2 separate regions of the Hordeum vulgare genome follow, and region 2 is linked to region 1. The links are chromatin contacts, called in public Hi-C maps. All regions are on one chromosome and are shown on one strand. Each heading gives the region's core, a stretch centred on a gene start, on an enhancer-like site or on the middle of the called end of the contact. The rest is flanking DNA. Distances are from core to core; before and after follow the strand shown. Region 1 holds the start of LOC123445274 (transcription factor TCP20-like). Region 2 holds the start of LOC123445275 (protein ESSENTIAL FOR POTEXVIRUS ACCUMULATION 1).

Evidence for each region. Hi-C and Micro-C count contacts between places; a contact is called where the count stands out from the background.
Region 2: a contact with region 1 is called in a Hi-C map of leaf, with 2.9 times the contacts expected there. The contact joins the promoter of LOC123445275 here to the promoter of LOC123445274 in region 1. A contact is called at or near these places in 2 of 6 Hi-C or Micro-C datasets (leaf and seedling) and 1 of 1 datasets of contacts at active chromatin or transcription factors (embryo).

What each region holds. Positions count from the first base shown.
Region 1 is chr3H:577,665,858-577,673,646 of MorexV3_pseudomolecules_assembly, forward strand. LOC123445274 (transcription factor TCP20-like) reads left to right here and starts at 4,898. Exons shown (of 2, transcript XM_045122238.1): 1 at 4,898-6,505; 2 at 6,621-6,866. The coding sequence starts at 5,165. The coding sequence ends at 6,199. It also overlaps the pseudogene LOC123442082.
Region 2 is chr3H:577,815,648-577,823,436 of MorexV3_pseudomolecules_assembly, forward strand. It overlaps LOC123445275 (protein ESSENTIAL FOR POTEXVIRUS ACCUMULATION 1), which reads right to left and starts at 3,433. Exons shown (of 10, transcript XM_045122240.1): 1 at 3,312-3,433; 2 at 3,082-3,153; 3 at 2,657-2,727; 4 at 1,673-2,518; 5 at 1,472-1,565; 6 at 544-1,371; 7 at 1-444. The coding sequence starts at 3,354.

The sequences.
Region 1 (7,789 bases), core at 3,648-6,147:
TTCGTCGTCGTCGTCGGGGTCAACGCCAAGCATGCTTCGTCTGAGGTGCTCGTAGGCTGCCTCATCGTGCAGGAAGGTGGCACTAGGCTTGAACACGTCGAGATGGGTCTTGGGGTCGAGCTGATCGCCATGGCTGTCCTCGAGGGGGATCTCGACCTGATGCGTGAACTGGTCCTGCTGCTCGATGAGGTCAAGCTCCGGGCGGACTGGAGGGTGCCCCCGGAACTGAGTTCTCCGGACAGCAAAGAGGCCCTCGATCAAGAACCCGGTGCGCCGGTCCACGTCGACGTCGACAAGGATGCTCCAGAGAGCGTCGAACACGGTGTCGAGCTACCTGGGGCACGACATGCTAAGTGCAGCGCCGCATTCCGTGACGACCCCGACAGCCACCTCCACGCCGTCGTCCGTGGGCTCGGCGAGGAGCATCTCAACGAGCTCCAGCGCCAACAACTCGTGCGCCATGCCCTGGTTGACGAGGTGGGCGACGAAGCTCGCCGCGGCGGCCAGCTGGGGCTTGTCGCCGGCGACGTGGGCGCACCTAAGACGGATCACAAGCCAGACGAGGAGGTGCCGGCCGACGACGGGGATCTTGGAGTTGACGACGGCCGCGATGGCGACGAACACGTCGGTGAAGGCCGGGCAGGCGGCCTGGGACCTGAGCAGCGCGCGACAGAGCAGGCCGCGCCTGCGAACAAGGTTCTCGGCGAGGAGCTCCGACAGGACGTGGCGGACGTTGGCGGCGGTGGCCTTGTTGACGAGGCCGGTCATGCTGCGCCTCACCGCGTCCCAGGTCCGCCGCTGGTAGGCCGGGCTCGACTTGTCACCGCCGTCGCCGGGGGCCTATTGGTCGACTGCCGCTGCTGCTGCCGCATAGAGAGAGAGAGAAAGAGACGGTTTTCCCCCGGCCAAAGCGGTTCAGGCCGGTTTTCCCTGTAAGAGACTGACCGGTGGGTCATATGTGTCAGAAAGAGCATCTATACGTAGAAATACAGGATCTGTAAAATACAGCTTGTATCTTGATACGTATTTGCAAAAAATTTAAAAGATGGCACCAACTTATGAATAAGGCCCGAATTGTGATAGTCTTTTGCAATTAACTCAAGTTATTCAGTCTGCCCATCCCGCAGGCTTACTTTTTCCACGTCTCTTCTTTGACTTTTACGTACTACTCCCTCTGTAAATTAATATAAAAGTGTTTAGATTATTAAAATAGTATTCTAAATGCTCTTATATTAATTTACGGAGGAAGTAGAAACCAGAAAGATGCGTCCCTCGGTCCCTGTACTGTGTCTGGTCAGGTCTCATTCAGCGTCAACCAAGCCATGTCCTGTAATCAATCCATGAGGAGACTCGCCCTGTGCAATGTTCAGCGTCAACGAAACCATGCCTCCCAAATTTTATTTCCCATTCAATGTACTTACCAAACCGTATATTTTTGCTAGCTGGTGTGTAGAATACGTGATGCAAGTGGAGTAACTAGGCGCCAATTTAGCTGTGAACTGGTCTAAAGAAAGCTCTGAACTGGAAATTTCGTTGTATATCAAGTCCAAGTGGGGTAACTAGATGCCAATTAAGCTGTCGGGCGAGGAATAGACACGGGGGTTGGTTGGTTGGTTAAGGCCCGGTTCACTGGGCCATCGCGTTTGACCGGAGCCTGGCCCACCTCCACTGCCACAGTCACGAGCTTATCCATTCCCGTCCTCCATCCATCATCATCGCCATGAAAATAAAGAATGAAAAATCTGAAGGAGCCACACTGCCGGCACCCATTGGTGGAGACCCGGGAGCGAAAGGAACGGACAGGGACGGCCAGGAATCTATATCTCCTACTAGATGCACCACCACTGCTACACCCACAAAGCACCTACCTACGCGTGCACAACTTGCATGGAACATTCCCCAAAAAAGGAAAAATAAAAAACAGCTGCGTGGTAATTTTACATTCTAATTTTAGAAATGATACCCCTCCGGCACGTAATATGAGAGCGTTTTTTACGTCGGTATAGTATGAAACATACTCTTACATTATTCCTCAAGAAAAAAAATACTCTTACACTATGAAACGAAGGGAGTATGTTTCTACTTACCTCGTGTATGGACTTGAAATGGCGAATCAAACTTTCGAAGAAGCGAGCCACCACGACTATTATGTTTTTTTTCGTGTGTCACCGGTGATCGTCGAACGGATCAAAACATTTAGTGAAAGATGGCATGAAAAAGGGCATGCTTCAAAAAAATAGACGGGTGGCGGCTAATATAAATAACGAGAACAAATGATTGCACTAATGATTAAATAGCTTATAGAAAGCAATGGCCGCTTAAACTAGCCATAATGGAGTAGTAAAATAGATGCCACCTAGGTAAATAAGCTGATGTGTCAAGTAATTAATAAAGAGAGAATGGTTTGTGATAGTAACATAATATGTTAGTCAAATATCCCAAGAAAATATGAATCCATAGTAAATGAACCTTTGCATAACACCATACTTATATTACTACCCACTATGATGGTACTAGTAACATAGTGTAGGGTCATGTGCCTCTTACTAGTGTAACTTACTTTTCATTATGGATAGTCTTAGATAATATGACTCACAAGCTGGATATAACATCTTCGACCATTGATGCATTACTAAAGTTGTATAACAAAGTGGTGTTTCGATACTTTATTCGATCCTACATGTAAGTTTTGTAGGTCACGCCATGTCATTTTACAAAACAATTGTTTGATCATCAATATATGTGCCGACATGTTCCCTCACATACGATAAAACTAACTATACATTGTAAAAGTAATATTTTTGTAAACCATCTGATAATACAAGTTTGATGTTTCATATATTATTAGGGCATCTTTTATTGGCACGATTCTATAGCAGCAACATTGAAATATCTTATTCACACGATTCTAAAGATGCAAAACTGAAATACCTTGTTATTTGCATCTTACCATGTTTTCGTTTCTTTGATCAAGTCACCGGAAAAACAATAGATTTCACCTTCATCTATCATTGAAATGATACACAATCTTGCGTATTAGTGAAAATAAAACAATAGACTATTTTCTAGAGGTGTGAGTGCGTGTTTAATTTTCTATGAAAGGTATTTGTCAAAAAGTTCTTAAATCTAAGGATTTGAATCCTCTAATATTATTTAAGTTAGATGTTTTTTACACGGGGCTAGGGCATCTCCAACAGCAACACGCAAATTTCCTCCCGCATCTGTCCGCAAACCGGGGGTGGGGTGGGTGGGTTTGGGGTTGGGGCATCAGTCCGCGAACACGGATGCGGGAGGACGACGTCCAACATTAGCTGCATACATTTCAGCCCACATTTTAACAAACCAAACAAAATTCATGCAAACCGGACGATATTCATCAAAATTTTGATAGGAAATATCACAAATCATCCATACATATCATGCATGCAAATTAATTCTAGTACAACAACGTCTCCAATTAAGCAGATGTACAACAAGTTGTTGATCAACGGATCATGCCGTCTCACATATACTGCCCTTTCAGCTTCATCCAACAATGTGTGCATACAGATGGTCGTCCCTCTTTCATGTGGTACGCCACGACAGCGCGTGTGTGCCATATATAATGTGTCGACCAACATTGAGTGAATAAATCAATCAACTAGTTGGACAATAGGTTACGGGAGGTTGAGGGTCGACGTTGGAGATGCCCTTATATTTGTTTTGTTTGGAATTTACAGCAATGAAATAAAGTCAATTTCTTTATAGCGCCTCCATTGATGGGTTGTATGTAATTGCATCAACTCAATTAAATCAAATAAACTCTTTTGCAAGGCCCCGTTGATGATGTAAGGTAACTACATTAACTCAATCAGTTCAAACCATTATAGCAACATGTTGGATATGGGCAACCGACTCAAATGAAACCTTTTCTATTAACTCAATCTTATCGAATCAAAGCACTTCCCACATTAGAATATAATGGGTATAATGTATATGTCGTACACGATTGATGTTGAACCTATGTATGCCACTATAAAAACACACAAACAATTAACTAGTACTCCATCCGTTACATAGTATAGTGCGTATAGATTTAAAAAAAAATCAAACTTTGATAACTTTGACAAAGCTTTATAGAGATAACTATTCATATCTACAATACAAAAATATGTAAAGTATGAAAGTCCATCTTATAATGAATCTAATGATATAAGTTTGGCATTCTAGGCGTAAATATTATTCTCCATAAATTCGATCAAAGTTTGCGATGCTTGACTTTTCAAAACAAAATAAAATATGCACCACGTTATGAAACAGAGAGAGTATGAAATAAAAGCCATGCTGTATTTCTACCCGAAGCAATACAAATCTTGAGAGAGAGAAATTGTAAACTGCAATTCAGATATAACCAGCTAGGGTACGTTTCAGGATGGTCATAGGCTGTAGTATTTCCAGATACAGTAGTTGTCCAAAAAAATCGTAGCTACTCCAAGTGTAGAGGTCCAAGTGGATGTAACAAAATGCCTGAATGCAGTTGTTGTCTGACAGCTTTCTGCCCCCTCGCCCTTTCCACCATTGTTCCATTTTACCCCTCCTGCCTCAGTCAGTCTCAGTCACCTCACCTCACTTCTACCACCACCAACCACAGCTCAACCCCAAAAGAGGGCAGTAAAAATTACACCACCAAAGCACTTCATCACTTAAGTTACTAGCCAAAAGCACCCTCCTAGTAGATCCTAACCCTAACCCTGGACAAGATTAACACACCAAAGCTGAAAAAAGCTAAAAAAAGAGAGCCAAGAAATGACAGTGGAGGAGGGAAAGACATTGCAGGGGAGGAAGAAAGTCCGGAGAGCAGAGTAAAAATCCAGAAAGTGGGCGTGGTATCTATCTATCTATCTATCTTCTTTCCCTGGATTTTCTTATTCCCCCCTCCCTCCCTCCATCCCATCCCCTATCTCTCTCCCTCCCCGGCGTCTTCTCTTCTCTCCCTCCCCGTCGCCATCTGCGGTCCATTATTGGTCTCCTCCTCCTCCTCGTTCTTGCCTGGTTTTTGAGCGAGGGGAGGGATTTGATAGGAGGAGGAAGAAGAAAGTTGTTGGTTTTGGGGGACGGACGGACGGACGGACGGCCGGCCGGACGGCAAGTTGGTGGTGTCGTTGGTTTGCGTGTGGGCGTGGAGATGGACCCCAAGTTCCCCCCTCCCCCACCGCCAAACAAAGCGGAGCCCACCTCCGCGGCGACGGCCACCACCACCACCTCCTCCCCCTCCACCACGCCCGCCCAGCACCACCACCACCAGCACCAGCAGCAGCAGCAGCAGCTGGATCGCGAGCAGTACCACCATCCGCCGCAGCAGGAGCAGCCGCCGCCGCCGCAGCACCAGCTGCAAATCCAGGTGCATCAGCAGCAGGAGGACGCGGGCGGAGGCGGGGGGAAGGAGCAGCCGCCGCCGCAGCAGCAGGTGGTGTTGGCGGCGGCGGGGGACCGGAGGGTGCAGGCGCTGGGGCCGAAGCGCAGCTCCAACAAGGACCGCCACACCAAGGTGGACGGCCGGGGGCGCCGGATCCGGATGCCGGCGCTCTGCGCGGCGCGGATCTTCCAGCTCACGCGCGAGCTAGGCCACAAGTCGGACGGCGAGACCGTGCAGTGGCTGCTGCAGCAGGCCGAGCCGGCCATCGTCGCCGCCACCGGCACGGGGACCATCCCGGCGTCCGCGCTCTCCTCCGTCGCGCCCTCGCTCCCGTCCCCCACCTCCGCGCTCGCCGGCCGCCCGCACCACCACCACCACATGTGGGGGCCGCCGCCGGCCTCCGCGGGGTTCTCGCAGGCCGGCTTCATGAACTCCTCTGGCGCCGACGGCGGGGGCATCGGCGGCCTCATGCAGCGGATCGGCCTCCCCGCCGGGATCGAGCTGCCGGGCGGCGGCGCGGGGGGCATGGGCGGGCACATCGGGTTCGCGCCCATGTTCGCCAGCCACGCGGCGGCCGCCATACCGGGGCTGGAGCTCGGCCTGTCGCAGGAGGGCCACATCGGGGTGCTCAGCCAGTTCTACCACCAGGTCGGCAGCGCCGGGGCCAGCGGGCAGCTGCAGCACCCGCACCCTCATCAGCACCACCACCACGAACAGCACCACCATCACCAGCAGCAGCAGCAGGAGGAGGACGGGGAGGAGGAGCGCGAGGACGGCGACTCCGAGGAGGAGTCCGGCCAGTAGCAGGCTGTCGTCCAGTTACCAGTTATCATCACATCTGTTTCTGTTAATTTCTGCAGAAGGAGAAACCAAGGAAGGAGAGAAAACTGTATGCACGCAGCTATGGCGAAGCTTTGATTACCTTTAGGTTGTTGTTGTTGTTGTTGTTCTTGGGGTTGTGATGAGTTTTTATGTCGATTTTTTTCACTTGTGGTGTCCAAAACTCAAAAGAGGCTTCTTGCTCTGGGGTTTTAGTGGAATGGATCAGGGTCATCCTCAGTTCTACTCCTGCTGCTCTTTTGATCATCGCCAGAATTCCCTCCGGTTCAGGTAAAAAACATCGATCCTTTTCCGCATTCCGCTTGTCCGATTATTTGTGCAAAAAAGGGAGCTTGGTTGACTGATGAACCTATGTATCCATGTTTGTTTTCTGTCCATTTTGCAGGTGTATAATAGCTGAGAGCTGGATGATTTCGATCGTCCTCCCTAGAGTGAGTGCCTTTATTTATTGTTATTGCAAGGTGTGTAGATATTCAGGTAATTTTGCAGCTAGGGAGGTCTTCTTTTATAGGAGCAGTGATCTGCTCTTGAGCGATCAAGATGATGGCTGGCAATTTTATCCTCCCTTCACGGCCAATTCCTGCAACGAAAATATGATACAATAATAAACATTTCTAGATCCTTGATTCTATACGCTTATTTTGTTAGACAATATTTTATATAGCATTATCCTTACTTGCTTCATCTGTGTTGGACCAGTGGTTCTCTTGATTTTTTTTCTCACCAGCATAAAAGTCACACTACTTGCTCTTGCCGAGTTATGTAGTTTATTTGACTAAAACCACGACAATAACTATGGAATGGAGGGAGTAGTATATTTGTTAACTAGGTGGAACTGTCTATAAATATGGTAAGGTAGTAGGATTTTCAGGATATGTGTAATTTTAGTTGGTATGGAGAAATGTATTTAGTATGTCCATGCGCACGGATACTAACTAAGTGACTCAATCAAACTAAAAAAAAAGTGAAAAGACAAAAGAAAATGCTTGCCTGAATCTTACCGTAAAATCAATGACATATGACTTACATGTGCAATATTTAGAGCACATCTAGATGTGCTAAAGCAAAACTGATACTTAAATTTATTGCGCACAATCGCACAAAATGCCATGTCGTCATTTGATTCAGAAGCAAAATTGAAAAGCTTTGAATTTGGTCTATCGTAGAATCTGGTGCGTAGGTAGCAATGAAAACTGTCTAGAAATATTTATGCTTAAATGTTAAAAGTATCATTGGTTCGCCTAAGGGCAAGCGAGCATGCCAGACCTTTGGGCTGTTCCACAATGATAAGGCGGATAGATGCACAATAGCATGGATTAACAGTAACTCTGATTTGATAAACCTTTCACGAGGTGTTCTGCATGGAAATGGCCAAAACTAAACTCTGTTTGGAACCACCTAGATTATATAATCCAGTTTTTATAATCTATTATGTTTCCAAACAGGACAACTTATAGTGTAGATTATAAAAACTAGATGGATAGATTATTAAAAACTCATAATCTACTCTATACCAGCTAAAATCAGATTATGGATTGCTAATGACCCATTACC
Region 2 (7,789 bases), core at 2,183-4,682, 150 kb after region 1:
CCTCATAGTTCAGATGACCTAGCTCAGGTTCAACCTGGGAAATTAGCCCTGACATGTTTGCATCATTAATGCTGTCCAGCCGCCCAAGGTTTGCGGACCACTCATCACGCACAGCAGGGGCTTCATTCATCCGGCTAAGCGGCCCATGCCTGATATTTGCAGGTGGAATGTCCTTTGGAGCTGTCTGTTTGGGATTTCTCCGCTCATTTACACCAAGCACATTTGATGAGAGTGGCTGCTTTGGATGCATCCCTTCCAGCTCAGACCAAAGCAAACCAAGAGGGCTGAGTTCATTCTCTCTAGGGGCGTCCTGCTTGGGCAAATTAGCTTCTCTCACCCCAGAACGGGAATCCACCGATGCCAACTGGAAATCTGCACGGTCATTATCAAAATCTGGTCGAGATTGACCCATGCCGCTGGTAGGCCTCCCAGTGTACAACACTTCTGTAGCAAGTACAGAAAAGAAATGTGAGCATTCACACATAAATAGAGAAAGACAATGTGAACAAAAATACTATATAACTGAAAAGGAAGGAAACTAACCTTCAGCATCATGACTCACAGTTTCAGGAATGCGCTGCTGACGAATATCTGGGTTTGCTTCAGTCTTTTGTGCTTCAACTGAGGGGAACCAACTAGTATGTGACTGTAACGGTGCTTCCTGGTCACCTCTTGTAGGATTGGCTGCATAATTTCCAGAGTCCGCCTTAGTTGTCTGATCACTCTTCCCAAAAGAACCAGAAGTAGGAAGTGCGTCTTCAAAATTGTTATGTACAGAATCCGGAGATTCAGCACTTCCACCACGGGATACAGGTGGGAGAGATTGAGGCTTATGTCCAAGGTACGGCATGAGGTCAGAAAGTGGGCGAAAAGGAGCATCATCTGGAGCCTGAGCTAGACGCACAGGTAGCTCCAATCCAAAATATCCATCCTCATACCAGGAAACTATATCAGTACCCATAAATGGACCCTGCACACCTCCTTGGGGATCCAGATAGTATAGGGTCAACTCCTCTGGGTAACTCTCCTGGCCACCAGCTTTTGTTTCAGTGTAACTAGCCTGACCAGTAGGATATTCAACATTTACATTGAACTGTGCATTTGAATCATCAGGTAACTTGGTGCTAGGATCGATATCAGCACTTGACTTGACCTCATTAAACTGTGTGTCATCCCTCATGCCAGAAAGTCCATGCGGATGACTGGGAGCATTTTCGTCGGCAGGCTTCTTTGGTGGGCCTGTAATACCACCTGTGAGCATCCCGTCATTGTAAAATGCATCCTTCTCTGATATTAAAGCAGCAGATCCTTCTTGACTTAACCCGCTAAATGCTTCAGCGCTTTTATCCTTGTTGGCATCAATACCAAAAGCTGGATTGAAATAATAATTGTAATATCAGATGATACTCAAAAGGAACAGAAGAATCATATGGCAGACGGTAATATATGCATCCCATGATGATGTGCGTACCTTCAAGATCTTTGTTTCTCTCCTTTTGGGATGCAGTTGAATTCGTCGCTTCACTGCTGGTGACCCTGCCCTTCCTAATATCTTCCAAAACAGCCTGTATAGAACACAAACGGATAAATAAACTAGGTAGTAGTGATATAGAAGTTAACTGGTGAACAGACACTTTATAAGAAACCATGAAGGAGGTGGCTGAAGTGTTACCTCTTCATTGTTGTCAGGGGTGACAAAGGCTAGTGGCTTAACAGAACTAGAGAGTGTTATGGGAGGAACTTCTTCCAGCATTCGTCGGCCATCTTCGAATGACTGCACGACCTTTTGTTGCCTGTATATGTCAAGAAGTTTACCCCTTGGGTAGCGAAAAGCACCAGCACTTGCCGCACGCCTCCCATACACAGGTGGAGCACCAATTGGTCCAGCAGATGATGGACGGCTGAAGGATGGAACTGAGTTGGGGTTTGCCCGGCCTCTTCCAGGGGCAAAACCAACATTGGATTCCTTCACACGTCCTTTCTCCAATCCGAATCCTGGAGCAACACGGTATGTTGCTGTACCACCAGTCTGAGGCTCCTGCCGGTGACGAGGTCTCCATTTATCACGGGAGTCTGACTCAGGCAGCAGCCTTACAGGAAGTGTATGTTTCTCACCATGAGGTTCATCCTTTTCTGCATCCATCTTCTTTTCTGGTTTGGAGTCCTTCTCCTTGTCGTCGGGTCCCCATCTTAATGACCATTTTCCATCACGCCTACCTTCATTCCCTGAATTTCTGGTGGAGCCATCATCCCACCTTCCAGATGTAGGAGCTGGCCGTGAATCGTTGTTGTCCCTTGCAGAAACATTGTCAGATCGGCGATCATTTTTACGGTTCTCCACCTCCCGGTCCACTTCCTTCTTGTGATCCCTCCTCCCAAGTAAGCTCGTCTCCCTCTCCTCATCAAGCCAACCAGCATCAAATGCATTCCGACGGCGCTCTTTCTTAGCCCCAGAGCCTTCGAGCATCCTCACATCTTTCTCAGAAGGTTCAAGCAAGGACCCATGAGGCGCTGAAATCTGCAAACAGGTGTTCTGCAGTTAATACATGCTTGTACCAGCACCCAGTAAACACCCTGGGTAAATAATACTGACTAAAAACTCCTTACTACACCCACACATCTGAATGGATACAGAAATAGGAAACCAGTGACAAACCTTGGCATCGCTTGGTTTGGCATAAAGCCACTGAGGGGACAGAGGAATGCTGTTCTCCAGGTGCTGCTGATCTGCAAGAGCAATAGATTTTCAGGGTCAACGACTCAGTAAGACCATGCTATTATATCCATCAAACACGTACACAATAGCTCACACACGCACTCAGACTGCCACCCCAAAGGCAGGCAAGCAAGCACACAGTCGCTCGCACGCACGCACGAACACACAGGTCCACACGTGCAGACACGCAAGCACGCTACCAGCGACCATTCCATTTCCCACGAACCAAATCCAATATACAGTAGAGCAAAAAACAACCTGCGTACCATGGTAACCCCCCGACAGCTAATACCGAAGCAGAAGAATAAAAAAAAACAGAGCCGAAGCAACACTGATGCGGTTCCGGGAGAAGCGACGGTACGGACCTTTGGGATCGTCGACGAAACCCATGGCGGCGGCGGTGGACCTATCCTCGTCGATCCCGAGCGAGAGGGCATCTGCGAGACAAGCACGACATCAAATCGGGGGCGCGAAGAAGGCAACCACACAGATCTACCTATACGCTGGCAAGGCCAACCGACGGGCGAGCGGGGCAGATCGGATCTCCCGGCCCGCAGGGCGGGCCGGGGCGAGCGGGGGATCGGGAGGGGCTCACCTTTCCCGAGGGCGGCGAATCGATCCAGCTTCCTCTCGGCCATGGCGGATCCGAGCGGGCAAGGGAGGGAGTGGGCTAGGGTTTCGGGCTGGCGGCTGCGGCGGCGGCGGAGGGGCGCCCCGCGCGATCCGGGCGGGCGGGGACGGGGAGGCGGGCCGGCGGCGCCGGCGGAGGGGGGCGGGGGGCTAGGGTTTTGCGGGGGAGGGAGGCGCGTGGTCGCCGGAGGCCGCGTGCGGGTTGGGTTGGGACTTGGGAACGGGGATGGGAACTGTGTGTTTCTGGGAGGAGACGGGGGAGGCGGGTTTGGAGCGGAGGGGGGGAGGGCAGGGGGATGACGAGGGATGATGATGCGATGCGATGAGAGAGGGGCAGGGGCGGACGGACGGATGGAGATGGGATAAAATCATAAAATTGTACTTTTGTGAAGCCTTTTTTCACCTTTATTTCTTTCTTAATTGGATTCGAGTGTTGTTGGACGGGGAAGGTTGTTAGGGCTTGATCTTTGTACTGTATATTCGATTCTCCAGCTTTTGGATCTGGTTTCCCGAGAGGAAGATGATTTCTCCGGTCTTCTCGGTTGTTTGATAGAGTGTAGGCTTCGTTTCTGCGCTCCGATATTTTCGGAGAGAAAGCTGCACGAGAGTATTCCCACGGTTTCTAAATACAGGATTTTTTTAAAATATAGATTCACTTATTTTGTTCCGTATATAGCTCATAGTAAATGTCTAAAAGGTCTTGTATTTAAGAAGAGATGGGAGTATGTTCAAGTCGTTGTGATTATTTCCGGTCGTCTCGTGCTTCGATTCTGACCGCAAACGGATGGTGGGTAGTCCTCCCACACGGTGATCAACATCCTCATGCAAACCCTAAGAAGAACTTGAAAGGACAGCGTTTTTGTCCGCTTTTTGTTCGTTCCGGTCGATCGTCCGTCTGTTCGTATCCGCTTTTTTAAATGGTCAGTCAATGCACCCAACGAAAAGCATCATATATACGTGCGCTTGCACCCGATCAATACATCGAGAGTTGCATCATATTCCTCTCTATGGTATCACCCTAACCGATCCTACCCTAGCCGTCGTTGCGCCTACCCTAGGCGTCGCCCCGCCGGGCCTCCTCCGCGTCGCCGCATAGCCGCCGCTACACCCCGCGTTGCCGCCCCCATCGGCCTATCCGCGTCTCTGCCCTCCCACTCGCGCTGTCGCCACCTCTCGGTCGCGCCGCTCCAAACCCTAACCCTACATGTGTCGCCGCTCCACCCTAGCCGCCGCTGCCATGTCTTCCTCCGGTTGCAGCAACAACCCCTTAGGCTCCTCCTTCTCCTCTGACTCCGAGGTACCCAACGCCACCCACATCTGCGACGTTCCTCTCTCCGATCACGTTTGTGATAAATATTCGAGTCTTCTTTGAATTCTAAATATGATTCTTATGTGCATGATCATCATAACTTCATAAATCTCTCTCGTCTATTGATTTGCTTTGGCCAAGTAGATTGATCTTTCTTAAGGCCTGCTTGGTTGGTCGTTTTGGGCCTAAATACATTTGTAAAATATACACACGTAAAAAAGATACAGATGGGCTGCTTGGTTGGTCGTTTTTGGGCCGTAAGATTTACACTCGTATTAGAGTTTACACCTGTAACAGGCCCGTATTCGATACAGACCAGGTCCCGTCGTTTTTCTCCACACCTCGTCGTTTTTCCTCTCGCTGGAAACCTAGACCGGATCGAGGAGGGTGCGCCGCCGGGGGCGCCATCGCCGGTGTCCGCGAGGCGCGACGAAGCGACGACGAGACGAGGCGAGGCGCGACGACGACGAGGATTCGCTCCTGACCTCGACGAAGACTCGCTCACGACGACGGCAACTCCCTCCTCCTCCACGGCCTACTCCAACCGCGACGGCGACTCCCTCCTCCACGGCCTACTCCAACCGCGACGGCGACTCCCTCCTCCACGGCCTACTCCAACCGCGACGGTGACTCCAACCGCGACGGCGACTCCCTCCTCCTCCACGGCCTACTCCCCTCCATCGAAGGTATGTTCCTTCCTCTTCTGCCCTCCTCTACTAGAGTGATCGGCACCTCTTCTTTTTTCCTCCGGGATGGTAGCGCTCCATGGCCCGATGCATTTTAGTCGAACCTCTAGGCATGCGGGCAAGGCCTCCTTGGCGAGTGGGTTCAGCGCGTCGGCGATGACGCCCATGGGCACGAACTCCCTGGCGAGAACTGAATCAACAGGAGGTGTCTGAACCGTGCAGTAGAGAACCGAATCGACTCTGAATCAGAAACATCTGATTCAGTGGAAGGTGTGCATGCAGCAGCTTAACCGTTGTTTAAGCAAGGCCCAAAACGTTGGCCTTGCTCACCAGCATGATATGTTCCTTCCTGCTCACCAGCATGATATGTGGGGATGGCATGATATGTTCCTTCCTGCTCACCAGCTTAACTGAATGCACACGTTTGACAGTCAATTATTATGCATTGTAAAGTTTCATTTCTTTTCATAAAAGCTTAGCGGTGATTATGGAGTAGTTGTACAACCATAAAAAAATTCCCCAAGAATGGCTAGTGATGATATTATAGATTGAACCTGCTACTAATAAATTACTGACAATCTGAATACTAGTGTGCTATTAGGATCGTTCTAGGTTTCAGGTTCTGAATACTAGTGTGCTATTAAAATACAAATATAAGAATCTGAATACTAGTGTGCTAATAACAATCATAGTTCCTTGTTCATAGTTCCTTGTTAGTATTCAGGTTCGGTCATTTGGCAAGGAACTAATGTGCTAGTGATCCTTTTATTTTCATTGTCATAACATAGATTATATACACTGTTGTATTTACTTTGAAGGAGAGTTGAGGTATTTATTTTGTAATCTCTTCTCGCTAGATAATGGATACGAGTAACCATGATGATGGGTATGAGTCATGTACTGATTCTGAAGAAGAGGAGGAGGAGATGATGTTTCTTGTCTTCCCAACATTATATTGTATATCTTCTAGGAGAGAAAAAATTCCAATGAACACATCCATTCTTACGGGAGCTAAGTATATCCGAGAAATATTGGATGGCCACCCTCAACGGTGCCTTGATATTCTTAGGATGGAATCCCACATCTTCCAAGCTCTATGCGACCATCTTAGATCTAGAAAACTTCTACGAAATTCAAAAGGAGTCGGCATTGAAGAGCAACTAGGGATGTTTATGTACATGCTTTCCAGGAATGCGAGTTATCGTACGCTGACTGATAGATTTCAGCACAGTCCGGAAACGGTGCATAGACATATCAATGGATGCTTCAACGCTATGAGTTCATTGGCGTTTGACTTTATCAAGCATGGTTCGCTAGATACTCATTGGAAAATATCAACAAATCCCCAGTTTTGGCCTTTCTTTGAGGTACACGCCATCCCTTGATATGTACTTTAGGATTTATATCATCCCTTAGTATCACGTATAGTGACCATAACTTGTTTAATGCAGAACTGCATAGGGGCAATAGATGGGACTCATGTTCCCATGACCATAGCATCCAATGAGGCTGCTCCATACAGGAATAGAAAGGGGACCCTCTCCCAAAATGTGATGGTCGCCTGTGACTTCGATCTCAACTTTGTTTATGTGTCAGCTGGTTGGGAGGGGTCTGCCTCAGATGCTGGAGTACTGAAATTTGCCATTCAATCTGGTTTTCATGTACCTCCGGGCAAGTACTATTTGGTTGACGGAGACTACGCAAATACGCCACAGTTTCTAGCTCCGTACCGTGGAGTCCGTTATCATCTACAAGATTTTGGTAGAAGTGGTCCTCGTCCAAAGAATCCGAAAGAACTTTTCAATCTAAGGCATGCCCGCCTACGGAACCATATAGAGCGCACGATTGGTGTCTGGAAAATGCGATTCCCTATTTTAAAAGTTGGCACACATTACCCAATTGACACTCAAGTCAAAATTCCTATGGCGGCAGCAGTATTTCACAACATAATCCGGAGTCACAAAGGTGATGAACAATGGCTAGATACACAACAAATGCAGATTGATCCCCTTTTATTTGTCACTCTTCCTCATGGAGATGACAGACCTCGACATGTGACTACACCCTCAAGCAATCAAAGGGACCTTGGTAATTCCATGAGAGATGAAATTGCCAACAGGATGTGGACGGACTATCAAAGAATTCTAAGAGAAAGATCGTCACGGAGATCTGTTGGCTAATGAATTTAGTTTTTATTTCTATCAAAGTAATTTATTGTAATGATGTGGAATTTGAGATATAATATGACATTTTAGGTATGTTATTAGGATTTTTCATTTTCAGATTCTTACTTGATGTGATTTTGCATTTTTAGATTCTTATATTTCTTAATGTTTGAGTTATGTTGCTTGATGTTGATTTTTTGCTAAAGTTACATTGTCATAGGTTCAATATGACGCAAAATAGGGCTAAGTGGACATCAAGATATGAGAAAGGTCTTGTCGAGAT